Linked DNA regions of Sus scrofa: region 1 is linked to region 2. A link is a contact called in public HiChIP or PLAC-seq data. All regions are on one chromosome and are shown on one strand. Each heading gives the region's core, a stretch centred on a gene start, on an enhancer-like site or on the middle of the called end of the contact. The rest is flanking DNA. Distances are from core to core; before and after follow the strand shown.

Region 1 (7,101 bases), core at 962-3,461, 120 kb after region 2:
ACTCCCGTGGCATATGGAGGTTCCCAGGCTAGGGGTTGAATCGGAGCTGTAGCCACCGGCCTACGCCAGAGCCACAGCAATGTGGGATCCGAGCCACATCTTCAACCTACACCACAGCTCACGGCAACGCCAGATCCTTAACCCACTGAGCAAGGCCGGGGATTGAACCTGCAACCTCATGGATTCATTAACCACAGAGCCATGATGGGAACTCCAGTGTTAAACATCTTTTCATGTGTTTTTTGGCCATCCGTATGTCTTCTTTGGAGAATTGTCTGTTTAGATCTTCTGTCCATTTTTTGATGGGGTTGTTTGTTTTTTGGTATTGAGCTGCAGAAGGTGTTTATAAATTTCGGAGATTAATCCCTTGTCAGTCGATTCATTTGCAAAGATTTTCTCCCATTCTGTGGGTTGTCTTTTCGTTTTGTTTAGGGTTTCCTTTGTTGTGCAGAAACTTTTTAAAGTCCCATTTGTTTATTTTTGTTTTTATTGTCATTACTCTAGGAGGTGGATCTGAGAAGATTTTGCTGCAGTTTATGTTGGAGAATGTTTGGCCTATGTTTTCCTCTAAGAGCTTTATAGTATCTGCTCTTATATTTAGGTCCTTAATCCATTTTGAGTTTATTTTTGTGTATGGTGTTACAAGGTGTTCTAATTTCATTCTTTTACAAGTGGCTGTCCAGTTTTCCCAGCACCACTTATTGAAGGGGCTGTCTTTTCTCCATTGTATATTCTTGCCTCCTTTGTCATAGATTGGCTACTGTAGGTGCGTGGGTTTAAATTCTGGGCTTTCTATCCTGTTCCACTGATCTGATTTCTGTCTTTGTGCCGGTACTATATGGTTTTGATGACACTAACTTTGTAGTATAATTTGAAGTCAGGGAGCCTGATTCCTACTGCTTGATTTATCTTTCTGAGGATGGATTTGGCTATTCTTGGTTTTTTGTGCTTCCAAGCAAAGATAATCTTGTTCTAGTTCTGTGAAAAATGTCCTTGGTACTTTGATAGGGATTGCATTGAATCTGTAGATTGCCTTGGGTAGTATAGTCATTTGATAATGTTGATTCTTCCGATTGAAGAGCATGGTATGTCTTTCCATCTGTTTGTGTTATCTTTGATTTCTTTCATCAGCGTTTTATAGTTTTCAGAGTACAGGTCTTTTGTCTCTTTGGGTAGGTTTATTCCTAAGTATTTTGTTTTTATTCATGCGACAGTAAATGGGATTGTTTCCTTAATTTCTCTTTCTGATCTTTCATTGTTAGTATATATCTAGTGTTTCTTTAAAAGTCCCTATTGTGTGGCGTTCCTGTTGTGATGCAGCAGAAACAAATCTGACTAGGAACCATAAGGTTGCGGCTTCAATCCGTGGCCTCACTCAGTGGGTTGAGGATCCAGCGTTGCCATGAGCTGTGGTGTGGGTTGCATATGTGGCTTGGATCCTGCTTTGCTGTGGCTATGGTATAGGCTAGCAGCTGTAGCTCCACTTGGCCCCCTAGCCTGAGAACCTCCATATGCCGTGGGTGTGGCCCTAAAAAGCAAACAATAAATAAATAAAGTCCCTGTTGTATGTAGAGAAAAAGGGATAGCTTAAGTACTAAGTACTTAAGTACTAAGTCATTTCTCATCATTTCTAGAACTTGAGAATGTGGTCATAAAGATAGGATTTTTTTTCCCAGTTGGAACTTTTGATATGTTTTTCATAGAAACAATGGGAAACTGTAGTTTAGGCTCCTTGTGTTAAGTAAATTTCTGCTGAATTACGACATATCTAACCAGTGTTGAATTTCCAGGGATACAGATTTAGAGCTTTAAGCAACTGACTTAAGAAAAATGGTCTTTTAAACACAATTTGTTTGTAACTGTGAATTTTAATGTAGGCAAATCTTTATGTCCCATTTTCTTTTTTTTTAATTTTCTTTTCCTTGGCCACAGCATGCAGTAGCTTGATAAGGGATCTCAGTTCCCAGACCAGGGATTGAACCTGAGCTGCAGCAGTGAAAAAACCTAACTACTAGAATCCTAACCACTAGACCACCAGGGAACTTCCTATATCTTAATAATAGCTAACACATAGCATTTATTGTATGTCTGGCACCATACTGAATGCTTTGCATATATTAATTCATTTAATTTTTACAGTAGCCCTGAGAGGTAGGTATTACTCTTGTTTCACAAATGAGGAAACCAAGTTGCAGAGAGATTAAGTAACTTTGTATGACTAACCTGCCCAAGATCACATAGCTAATAAGTGTTGGGGTGGAGTTCAAACTAAAGCAGCCAAGTTCCACAGTGTGTGTTCTTAAGCATTACACTATCTTTCAAATGGGCATGTAGATGTGATTCCTTGTGTGACTTGGAAAGATTAATTTGATAAACTTGACAGTTTACTACCTCTGCAAAAGAAAATGCATAGACATCTATTTTTAGTTTCTGTCGTCTTACAGTATTGATAACTGGTAACCACAGTAGGATCTTAAGGAGTTCCCGTCATGGTGCAGTGGAAGTGAATCCGACTAGGAATCATGAGTTTTGGATTTGATCCCTGGCCTCCCTCATTGGGTTAAGGATCCGGGGTTGCCATGAGCTGTGGTGTAGGTCACAGATGTGGCTTAGATCTGGCGTGACTGTGGCTGTGGTGTAGGCTGGCAGCTGTAGCTCCGATTCAACCCCTAGTCTGGGAGACTCCATATGCTATAGGTGCGGCCCTAAAAAGCAAAAAAAAAAAAAAAAAAAAAAAAGTAGGATCTTAAGAAAATAGCACCTTGTGGAGTTCCCATCGTGGCCCAGCAGAAATGAATCTGACTAGTATCCATGAGGATGAAGGTTTGATATCTGTCCTTGCTCAGTGGGTTGAGGATCCGGCGTTGCTGTGAGCTGTGATGTAGGTCGCGGACGTGGCTTAGATCTGGCATTGCTGTGGCTGTGGCATAGGCCAGTTGGCTGCAACTCCAATTCGATCCCTACCTACCCTGAGAACCTCCATATGGTGCATGTGTGGGCCTAAGGAAAAAAAAGACAGAAAAGAAAATAGCACTTTGGTATCTAAATCTGAGGACTAAACAAGTAGTTAGTACTGATCATACTTCAGTGACTGGGAGTTCATTTGGGAGTTGATTTCTAAAGAAAGTAAATAGTCATTCCCTTCTCCCTCTTCTCTTTGGATTTCTGGACTGTATCAATTCAGATGATTTGCCAGTTAAAATATTTTGTTAGTGAAAACAGTGTAGTAAAATTTTAAAAATTTGCCAACATGGAATTTACTCTCTTACTACCTTGATACTTTTAGTAATTTTGATGAAAAGTCAAGCAAAGAATTAAGTAGTTGTTTTGAAAATTTCAGTTATGTTGCTAGTCTTTTTTGTCTTTTTAGGGCTGCACCCTCGGCATATGGAAGTTCCCAGGCTAGGGTCGAATTGGAGCTGTAGCCTCTGGCCTACACCACCACAGTGCCAGATCCGAGCTGTATCTGTTAACCTACACTGCAGCTCATGGCAACACCAGATCCTTAACCCACTGAGTGAGGCCAGGGATCAAACCTGCATCCTCATGGATGCTAGTTGGGTTCATTACTGCTAAGCCAACAATGGGAACTCCAATGCCAGATCCTTTAACTTCTTGGCTGCCAGGTAACTCCTTTTGTAGGGTTTTTTTTTTTTTTTTTTAATCTTATATTGTGGGATAAATACTTTTTATAGGTGAGAAATTCATATTTCAGGCAATTTAAAAATTTTTTCTAATATTACATAATTCCTAAGTGAGACAGCTAGAACTCAAACCCAAGTCAACTCAAGCGGCCCAAGAAACAGCAACAACAACAAAAAGACAAAAGACAAAAAAAAAAAAAAAAAAAGTCCAACTCTTTACCTTCAGCAAATTCTTACCTTAAGGATAAAATTGATGCATAGGGAGTTCATGCTGTGGTGCAACGGCATTGGTGGTGTCTCTGCAGTGCCAGAATGCAGGTTTATTTTATTTTATTTTTTTTTTTGTCTTTTTGCTATTTCTTTGGGCCGCTCCGAGGCATATGGAGGTTCCCAGGCTAGGGGTCCAATCAGAACTGTAGCCGCCGGCCTATGCCAGAGCCACAGCAACGTGGGATCTGAATCGCGTCTGCAACCTACACCACAGCTCACGGCAACACCGGATCCTTAACCCACTGAGCAAGGGCAGGGATCGAATCCGCAACCTCATGGTTCCTAGTCGGATTCATTAACCACTGCGCCACGACGGGAACTCCCCAGAATGCAGGTTTAATCCTTGGTCTGGCATAGTGGGTTAAAGGATCTAGCATTGCCATGGCTGCTGTGGTGTAGGTCGAATCTGCAGCTCAGATCTGAGTCCTGGCCTGGAAACTCCATATGCCTTGGGCCAGCCAAAAAAAAGAAAAAAAAAAAAATATTGATGCATAGGTCATCATTAAACACAAATAAATAAAAATCATATCTGTGAAAGGTTTTATCAGATGATTTACAGGTGGTGGCGTGAGGGGATTAGGAATGATAAACTTTTAAATTTTTTTTGAAATTTTTTTGTACAACGTATTTTTAAATATTTAGGATTGTAAAATCTCTTGGATTTTGGTTTATAGGTAATGATGGTATTTAGCTTTTTATTTATTTATTTTTTTATATTTTTCATCTTTTTGCCATTTCTTGGGCTGCTCCCAAAGCATATGGAGGTTCCCAGGCTAGGGTCCAATCAGAGCTATAGCTGCGGGCCTACACCAGAGCCACAGCAATGCGGGATCCGAGCCGCATCTGCAACCTACACCACAGCTCACGGCAACGTCAGATCCTTAACCCACTGAGCAAGGCCAGGGATGGAACCTGCAGCCTCATGGTTCCTAGTTGGATTAGTTAGCCACTGAGCCACGACGGCAACTCCAGCTTTTTATTTTTAATAACTTTTTTATCAAGATGAATAAGTATGCTCGAGGTCCAGAATTCAAATAGATCCTTTTAGCAATCTGGTGGAACCTATGACCTCATTTTCAGAATGTTTTTAAATGCATAAAATCAATACGTAGGATTACAAAGAAAACTAAGTATATTGAAGTACAGTAAGGGTTAAGTGAGTTAACGTGAAACATTAAGGATGCTCCCTGGCACAGGCAAAATCCTGTCTTATTGTTCTAAAAAAACCCCCATCTCTTGTCTATTTTTTCTAGCCAACCAGGGCTCCTTTCTTTCCTTTTTTTTTTTTTTTTTTTTTTTGTCTTTTTGCCATTTCTAGGGCCGCACCTGTGGCATATGGAGGTTCTCAGGCTAGGGGTCTGATCGAAGCTATAGCTGCCGACCTATACCACAGTCACAGCAACGCGGGATCCGAGCCTCGTCTGCAACCTACACCACAGCTCATGGCAACGCTGGATCCTTAACCCAATGAGTAAGGCCAGGGGTTGAACCTGCAACCTCATGGTTCCTAGTCAGATTTGTTAACCACTGAGCCACAATGGGAACTCCATTGTTAACCAGTTGTTTATTTATTTGTTTGTTTCTTTTTAGGGCTGCACTTGTAATATGGGGGTTCCCAGGCCAGCGGTCCAATCGGAGCTGTAGCTGTGGGCACAGCAACACTAGATCCAAGCCAAGTGTTTGACCTATAACACAGCTCACGGCAATGCCAGATCCCAGGCCAGGGATTGAACCCAAGTCCTCATGGATGCTAGTCAGGCTAGTTTCCACTGAGCTGTGATGGGAACTCCAAGGATTCTTCTTAAAAAAGCCTATCCAAGAGCACTTTCTCTGATGCTGGAAATGTTCTGTATTTGTGCTGTCCAATACAGTAGCCACTAGCCGCACATGGCTATTGAGCACTTGAAATAAGACTAACCCAACCAAGAGATGAATTTTAAGTTTTTGCACCTGCAGCATATGGAAGTTCCCAGGCTAGGAATATGAATTGGAGCCTTAGCCACTGGCCTATGCCACAGCAACACTAACCAACTGCAAGACTAGGGATCGAACTCGCATCCTCATGGATGCTAGTCGGGTTCTTAACCCACTGAGCTATAGTGGGGATGTGGGGACTCCTGTAAAAATTTTTTTTTTTTTTTTTTTTTTGGCTGTGCTTGTGGCATATGGAAGTTCCCAGGCCAGGGATCAGACTTGCACCGCAGCAGTGACCTGAGCCCTAACACTGACAATACTGGATCTTTAACCTGCCGAGCCCCCAGGGAACTCCATGTAATTTTTAATTACTTGAAATTTAATTCTAAGTAATTAATTGGATAGCAGATTAGACAGTGTAGCTCTAAAATTTAAACATACCTTGGTGTACACAAATACATATATGTATGTTGTGTTATAACTTTGTAAGGTACAACTGGATATGACCAAGCCCAATTTGGTTGGACAAGTTATTGTTTAATTTTATTCTAGGAAAACTTCTTTCTATATTTATCTCTGTTTATATATATACTTACAGTATATGTAAATATAGTTATATATTACATGTAATTTTCAAAGATAATTATTTGATGTTATGTGGACATTTTAAGTTGTCCTAAAATAAAGTTGTCCTCTTGACCTTTTTTTTGCTGTTTGAGTATATGTGGTGTGGGAGTTGCCTTCGTGGCTCAGAGGTAATGAACCCGACTAGGATCTGTGAAGATGCAGGTTTAATTTCTATTTTTTTTTTTTTTTTTTTTGTCTCTTTGTCTTTTTTGTTGTTGTTGTTGTTGTTGTAGTTGTTGTTGCTATTTCTTGGGCCACTCCCGCGGCATATGGAGGTTCCCAGGCTAGGGGTTGAATCGGAGCTGTAGCCACCGGCCTACGCCAGAGCCACAGCAACGCGGGATCCGAGCCGCATCTGCAACCTACACCACAGCTCACGGCAACGCCGGATTGTTAACCCACTGAGCAAGGGGCAGGGACAGAACCCGCAACCTCATGGTTCCTAGTCGGATTCGTTAACCACTGCGCCACGACGGGAACTCCCTCTATTTTTTTATTTATTATATTTTATTTTATTTTTGTCTTTTCTAGGGCTGCTCCTGCAGGATATGGAGGTTCCCAGGCTAGGGGTCTAATGGGAGCTATAGCCACCGGCCTACGCCAGAGCCACAGCCATGCGGTATCCGAGCCGCGTCTGCAACCTACA
Region 2 (7,741 bases), core at 3,967-6,466:
TTTAAGTAAAAAGTGCTCAAAGGGCAAATGAGAAAACGGGTGCAGAAGATTTTTGTGTGTGTGGGGGGGAAGCACTGAAAGGAGTTGAGAAATGTTCCTTTATTCTTCTTGGCTTTTTCAGACCCAAGACAAGTTCTTAAGGACTCGTCTCAAATGCTGTAGTCCTTCCTTATCTACAGACAAAACAAAACAAGGAATAAAAAATTTCCTCTTCCATTCTGTACTCTCAGTAAAACGCATAGTACAGCCAGAAGGTATCACTGAGATGTGCCATCTCAGGAGAAATTAAAACTGGGACATGAAGTGAGGCCGCGTGCTATCGAGTCGCCGGGTTAGGATCTCACAGCCAGTGTCCGTGACCAGCAGCGTGTGCTCGAACTGGGCCGACCGCTTCCCGTCTCTCGTCACCGCGGTCCAGCCGTCCGGCCAGGTTTCATCCTGCCATCCGCCTTAAACAAACACACACAATTTCTTAATGCTAATCACTCGGTTTGTTTTCTAAATAAACCTCTAGGTGAGTGTATTTGCCTGTGCTCCTAATCCTTGGGTTATCTCAGGAAACTAATTTTTAAATTAGTTTAAAATCACTCTTCAGATTGCTATCTACACATCAACTGTTTAAGCCAAAGCCTTTCCAACTTCATTTTGGTTATCTGTCCAATAAAGTAATGATAATGTTTAGGTTTTATAACTTCAAATTTTTTATACTTCCCAAATAGTAAATAAGATGATATTTCCAAAATAAAGCCACTCGATTTCATTTTAGGACACATATTGATACCACTCATCCTAGAACTGCACGTTAAAAAGTAAATTAATGAATTTAGCTCTGTCTTAGTATAACTTTGACATCAGGTTAAATTATAGACCACATATACTGCGAAGAAAGTCATGTTAACTTTTTATACTTTTAATATAGCATTTAATTTCTGACATAATTGTTAAATGACAGGCACACAGATAGTGAAAACAGACTGTACTGTGAAAATACCACAGGCCAGATTCCTGTAACCAGAAAGAGGGCAGAGAAGAAGAAACAGATCAGCGAGAAAATGTTTAAATTATGATGACGCAGGAGTTCCCGTCGTGGCACAGCGGAAACGAATCCGACTAGGAACCATGAGGTTGTGGGTTCAAACCCTGGCCTCACTCAATGGATTAAGGATCCGGCATTGCCCTGAGCTGTGGTGTAGGTCGAAGACACGGCTCGGATCCCACTACCGTCAAATATGTGTTTACAGAGACCTTTGGTCTCCAAATTAGATGTCTAAAAAAAAAAAAACAAAAAAAAAAAACCACTATTCTTCATTTTGAGTAATCTTTAATAAGATGAGGTCTTACTGGCTCCAACAAATCCCCGAGTATAAAGTCTGCAGTGAAGCAACTTACTTTCGCAATATTAAATCCCAGTTTAAAAAGGAAATATAAGGCAGCTTAAACTCATGCTTTCCCAACCACCTTGAGATGAATAAGTAGATATTTTTAAAGTAATATATGACCTTTTACAAATGGATTTAAGACATAACACTTCTTTTATTGTGATCTGCTATAGCATTCTTCACTAATGTTAAGGCAAATATCTGATGACTATTCTGAGGAAATTCAAATTCCTCTTCGGATTTGAGACTTTCTACTCTGGGGCTGGGATCTAGCCCAGCTGAGTTACACTGAAGTGTATTTTTTACAATTTGATGATTTCCCAAACTAGCTCGACACAATGTGATTAGCTTGTGCCTGGAAATACCACTTCATGTCTTCTCAACCAAGAACCACTTAATGGAAACACGTATGGAACCAAAATGACACTTTCCTCTTAGGCTCCTGGCCTTTCTTGGCTGATATACTTACTGCTCTTGCAACTGGGTGACATACAATCACTAAAAACAATACCTTACATGTCTACATCCCTTTAGGTACTTAGTGTGAATAAATCATCTTGCTTAATTCTTACAGCAGTCATGGGAGTTGGGCAGGAGAAAGACTCCCATGCTCCCTCCTCCCCTTGAGTGTGGGCAGAATTTAGGAACTTGCTTCTAAGGAAGGAAAGCTGGTAGAAGTGATGGGGTTAGGTTATAAAAAAGCCTGGAACGATCCCGAGAGGGCACACCCTTTAACACAGGGCCCAGGACACAAGAGCCCTACTACTAGAGCCTCACTCTGCTCCCCTAATCCCCAAAAAAGACTGGCCGAAAGCAAAAGTGCAGGCCTCAGAAAGGAGGCCCCGTTGTTATCCTGACAGCTTCAGCTGTGCCTCTAATCATGACACCAATCATTGCTGCCCTGTGCCTGGCACAGGGACTAACAAGAGGACATGAACTTGCCAGCACTAAGCAGTGTCTGTGCTCTTTCTCCACAAGAGCTGATGTCACCTGACAACATAGAGTCCCCTACATTCTGCCACAAAACCAGGGGAGTGACTTCAGGCAACTTATTTCACCCCTTGGAAAATCCGTTTGCTCTCCTACATAAACAGGAAATGGCACCTACCTCATAAGCTGTAGAGAATGAAATTACATAATTGCGTCTGCCTCAAAACGAGTGGCTTTTCTCTTTTTAAGACGCCACCCGACCACGTCAGGTAAGAATTCAATTTCTACATAGGCATGATGGAGGCCCCCAATTATTACAAAGCACCTCTGACAAGAACTTAATGAACAGGCCCCAGGATTCAAGTACTTCAGCATCTACTGACAGCAGGTGAATGACCACATAGAAAGTACTGCTGTCTAGTCTACTCTTACAATTTTCAGTTCTCTACATGATACTGAATCGATTTTGAGATGGGACAGGGAGGAGAAATGAAGCAAAAAGAAACTAGAGCAGACTACTAATCTGACCATGAGTGACCAAAAGTAAATAAAAATTCAATTAAAGAAACCTTACAGGAATTCCCGCCGTGGCTCAGCGAAAATAAATCTGACTAGCACCCGTGACAATGTAGGTTCGATCTCTGGCCTTGCCCAGTGGGTTAAGGATCTGGCGTTGCCGTGAGCTGTGGTGTAGGTCGCAGACAAGGCTCGAATCCCAAGTTGCTGTGGCTGTGGTGTAGGCAGGCAGCTACAGCTCCAATTCAACTCCTAGCCTGGGAAACCTCCGTATGCCATGGGTGCGGCCCTAAAAAGAAAAAAGAAAGAAAGAAAGGTTACAGCATCCCTTTTTTCTCACCTTCACAAATCATTGGCTCAATTGTAAATACATGGCCAGCCTTCATCACTCCAACTGCTTTATTTTCTGAAATTAAAGGAAAAAAATCTCAGAACATAGCTAAAACCTACAGCATATTGATAAACAGCTCCCTGGAAAAAGTACACAACTTACATTCCTGTGAATGACTCTTAAATTAATCACTCTCTCTTCTCCTGATTCCCCTCTCTTCTCTCTTAAAGTAGATCATTCGACAAACAGGGATTTACTGATAACCACCTGCTCTGGGGCAGATACTGTCCCAGGCATATTTCGCTTTGCTAATGTTTTCTCTAGGAAAATATGGAGATGACTTCAGATGTGATTATCACTTCTATAAAAGTAAAAGTGCTACCATTTATGTTATAGCAAGGTTAGAAATGCAATCATGGAACCAAAGTTTCACTCCTCGGCCAGGTATGACAGTTTAAAGGAGAACAACATATTTCAGACTATGCCAGAGGTCCCCTACCTCTTGGCTGGGGGTGTGGGGATGTGGGGGTGGAGGTGGAGGTAGACGCACAACCCACAGAAAAACTGCCCTGTTTTCATAAGGTTTTGTAAACTGTCTTATCTTTGGAGAACAAAGCCGCTCCTCACTCACCTTTTTTTTTTTTTTTTAATGATGACACCATTTTTCCTTTTTATTTGGAAACAAAAACTCCATTTCTCCTTCCAAATACTTTTTTTAGTTTTCTGTTCACCAGTATGAAAGTATTTTTCAGGATCATCATGAGAAATACCACCATGAATTAATGTGTCCAGAACTGCCATCTCCCCGAAAAGGTCAAAAATTTTAAACACGGATAGGCCTTTTAGACAATTTCATACAAAAATAGAGAACCTGTTTAAATTTCAAACTAAAAGCTAAGAACGGGTAAGCATCAGTAAACAGTGGCTGCACTTGCTCTGCCTGACCACCAGGTGGCCAAAGCACAGGCTTCCAGGGTTTCCTGGTAAGGTTGCTGGTCTCCTGGATGGTGACTTCCGGATGGTAATGAATCACCTATGCATCCACTGAGGTGACTCCACTAAACGCCACTCCATCCAGGTATGGTCTAAACCCTCGAGTTATGTTCCTGCACATCTGTCCTTGTGAATAGCTCTCATGCGGCTTTCCACGATCTGATGTGTTACCAAAAGACACTTGTTCTACAGATGCCAAATCAGGAGTTTCTAAACTGTTACAAAAATCTGAGAGGTAAAGATAATTTTGACTTCTTATTTCTAATTTCATGAACTTCCTCTCCAAAGGACATGTAATTTACTACCTACATAGACTTAGTCGTATTCCCTTGGGGACATCAAAAAGAAAATGTCAAGAGAGTCAGTGTGGTGTCACAGAAAGAAAAAAGGATTAAGGAATCAAGAGCTGTGCTGTTCAATACAGCAGCGAACCGGGGGTGTAGCTGCTGAGCACTTGAAAAGTGGCAAGTCAGAACGTATGAGTAAAAAATATGCTGACTCCAAAAACAAAAAAAGCATGTAATATATCTCAATGATTTTTTTTACACTGATAAAATGTTGAAATGCTTAATATTTAAATGTAATAGATTCAATAAAATATGACACTAAGTTCACCTATTTCTTTTTACTTGTTGAACAGGACCACTAGAAATTTAAGTATTACATGTGTGCCTCGCCACTGGACAGCACTGATACAGAGGATTCAAATCCCACTCCTGTTTCTCTCCCTGATTCACTGTTCTAGAACGCCCACTCATCTTGACTCATGGTTTCAGTTTCTCAACATACCTCACTCAGCAAACACACACTGAGTGACTACTCTAGACAGATACCATTGCGAAGTACTCTTCCCAAAATGTGTAGCTCCTGCACTGTCTGCCTCACAGAACTGCTGCGCTATCCATTCTAAAGGCAGGGCAGTATCATCTTTACTTCCCAACCATAACGACAAATAAAGAGGCACAAATAAAGAGGCACATAAACTTCCACCTAACACGGAAAGACCTTCCTCACACAGAACAGGGCGGAGGGAAGTTACACAACGACTTCCTCGTTCCACCCCCAGTTGGTTAGGAGCAAGGAGTTACCAGCTAAAGCAGGGATCATTTACATTTCAAAAGGCCTCTCAGTACCAAGACTCAGCAGCCTCCTCTAACTCGCCCCTAAAGGGATCACAAAGGATTTTGATTTATCTAAACCCAGTTAACACTTGACTTTCCATAAATTATCAAATGGATGAAATGAAGTATACTTACACCTTGCTTCTTTTTTCAGAAGTGTTTTTTATTTCTAACGAAATGGTTTAACATGAAACTCAAGTGGCATCTCTTGTGTATCAGAGGCACCATATTCTTCTGACACCATCCTCACTGACCCATATTTCCTTCTCCCACAAATTTTATCTCCTTCAAAAAGTCTCTTTCTATAACCCATACCTAAAGCTGAGTCTGTCACCTCTACAGGTAAGGGGGCTTTTTTAACCCTCTTTCCTGCAGACAGTCTTTTGACAGACAGACAGACACACACACACACACACACACACATGCAGTCAGCAGAAGAGCTGCTTCCATTCTGTTAAATGGAATGTACATCAGGTGATCACAGGGCTTACCTATTCTGTTGCTAACTTTTATTTCAAGCACAATTTTAACTGAAATAAAAAGGACTATGTGGTCTGCTAATAAATGCTTGTTGTAAGTCAAATGCTGTGCTTGAAGCCTCTTCTCTAGCTTCTCCTGTTGAGAGGTCTCTCACTCATTTCCCTTCCTCTTCACAACTACCAACATCTTGGATTGCACCACCTCACACCTGGATTACGGTAATAACTGTGCACTGGACCGACAAGCCTGGCTAGCTCACACCTGCGAAACATTCTAGACTCTACTGCTAAACTGATCTCCCCAAACAGCAACTTCACCTTGCCATTCTTCTGCCAAAAAATGTTCTGCAAATCCCTACAAATGAGGTCAAACATCCTCAGATCTGGCACGGCCTACTTCTAGCTCTTAACACACAGCTCTCAGCCCTAGCTCGTCTTGACTCTGTTCAGCTCCACCTTGAAGCAGCTACACATCCTTCCCCCACGACGCGGAGTGCTCTTCCTGGTCTTCCCCAGCAAACCAAAATCTCATTCTTCTTTGCTCCCACAAGGCCCAGCACCAAACTGCTTCCATCCTTTTAAGGTAGCACAGAGTTTGGTAGAAAACACTGACTCTAGGAAGCCAGACAGAACCCATGTACCAGCCCTAGCCCGGGCATTTATGTAGTGGATTGTGTGACTGTGGATAAATAAATCACTTCCCTAAGCACAGAATCTGCTTTTAAATTAGGGCTAAGAAATTGTTCATAGAGTTGTAATGATTGAACAAGACTTCCTTTGTTAATCTGTTGACAGCAGTCAACTTGAGGAAAGATATTCTATCTATTCCTCTCTATTTATACCAACACATCATACAGTATATGACATATGCTAAGAACTCAAATCAAACCAAGCTGAATCAATTTCATTTAAGGAATCAGAATACACATGGCAGGGACTGCTGGCTGCTCACCAAAATCACTAGTTTCCTTTTCTTCCAGAGTACTCAGCTGGATCACATTTCCCCACCTCCCCTGCATGTGACTGAACTCCCGCCAATGAAAAGCAAATGTAAGGATGTATGCCAAGTCCAGACTGGCTCATTAAAACCTCCCAAGCATACCCCTCCACGTTTCTCCCTCCTCCCCACCATCTGTAAGATCAGGAGGGGAACCCTGAAAACTCTAAGTTGAAAGGGACAAGGGCCCGGGTCAAAGATTAACTGTCCCACCCTCTAAAGTGATCAAACACACACGCTTTAGACTATTACGTGAGCAAGATATGAATGTGTATTGTGTATACATTTTGGAGGTCTATTTATAACAACTAAAAATTACTCTAGTAAACACAAAATAGTAAGTCAGTCCTGTTAAATGTTTGAATAAATATTTGCTGAATAAGAAGTCAGTATTTACCAAGTCTTTGGCAGTACTTACTGGCATAGTGGGGGACATTGGGGGCTGTATGAAAAAGCTTGTGGATTCCATGCCCACAATAGCTTCGAACAACTGAAAATCCATTTGCTTGGGCGTGCTTCTGAATAATGTTTCCCAATTCTCTGTATCGAACACCAGGTTTCACTGAAAGGCAAAGAGAAGACCCATGACAAAGGGTAAGAATAACTAATAATTACTAAGCAATCACTGTTCTGAATGCTTTATACAGCTACAAGCAGAAACTCTGAAGATGCGGCAACCAAAGCACAGAGAGGCTATGCTGCCAGTAAGAGCAGAGCTGAGATTCAAACCAGTAGCACCTGTGCTTCCTCCTTCGCTGCACAAGAGGAATGTGTGCAGAGAAAGGGGCTGTCTGCTCTCTGAATAAACGAGAGAAGGGAAAATACACTTCTTGTCCTCACCTTCTCGAAGGTCAGGGTGCTTTCCATTAAAGTGAACAGAATGAAGAGATAAGAGAGGAAAGAGCACCAGGAGAAAAAGGACTGCCCAGAAAGGAACCTGACTTGTCCTCAGTGTCCGTCTGGGCAACTTGTCACAGGATTACTTCCCCTGAGGC

Evidence for each region. HiChIP or PLAC-seq counts read pairs in DNA pulled down with a chosen protein or histone mark.
Region 1: an H3K27ac HiChIP or PLAC-seq map of alveolar macrophages shows a contact between it and region 2. The contact joins two enhancer-like sites. A contact is called at or near these places in 3 of 47 Hi-C or Micro-C datasets (embryonic fibroblasts and skeletal muscle) and 1 of 2 datasets of contacts at active chromatin or transcription factors (alveolar macrophages).

Annotation. Positions count from the first base shown.
Region 1 is chr8:121,417,445-121,424,545 of Sscrofa11.1, forward strand. All of the region lies in intron 1 of EIF4E (eukaryotic translation initiation factor 4E), which reads left to right. Among named protein-coding and RNA genes, the nearest start is that of EIF4E, 11 kb to the left of the region's middle. Within about 2 kb of position 2,212, at least 4 of the 83 cell types and tissues checked have an H3K27ac peak or open chromatin away from gene starts, as enhancers often do. A contact at or near this core is called in alveolar macrophages and embryonic fibroblasts, where this site is marked.
Region 2 is chr8:121,293,410-121,301,150 of Sscrofa11.1, forward strand. METAP1 (methionine aminopeptidase 1) reads right to left here. Exons shown (of 11, transcript XM_003129313.5): 9 at 7,165-7,308; 10 at 3,166-3,231; 11 at 1-449. The coding sequence ends at 286. Among named protein-coding and RNA genes, the nearest start is that of ADH5, 30 kb to the left of the region's middle. Within about 2 kb of position 5,217, at least 32 of the 83 cell types and tissues checked have an H3K27ac peak or open chromatin away from gene starts, as enhancers often do. A contact at or near this core is called in alveolar macrophages and embryonic fibroblasts, where this site is marked.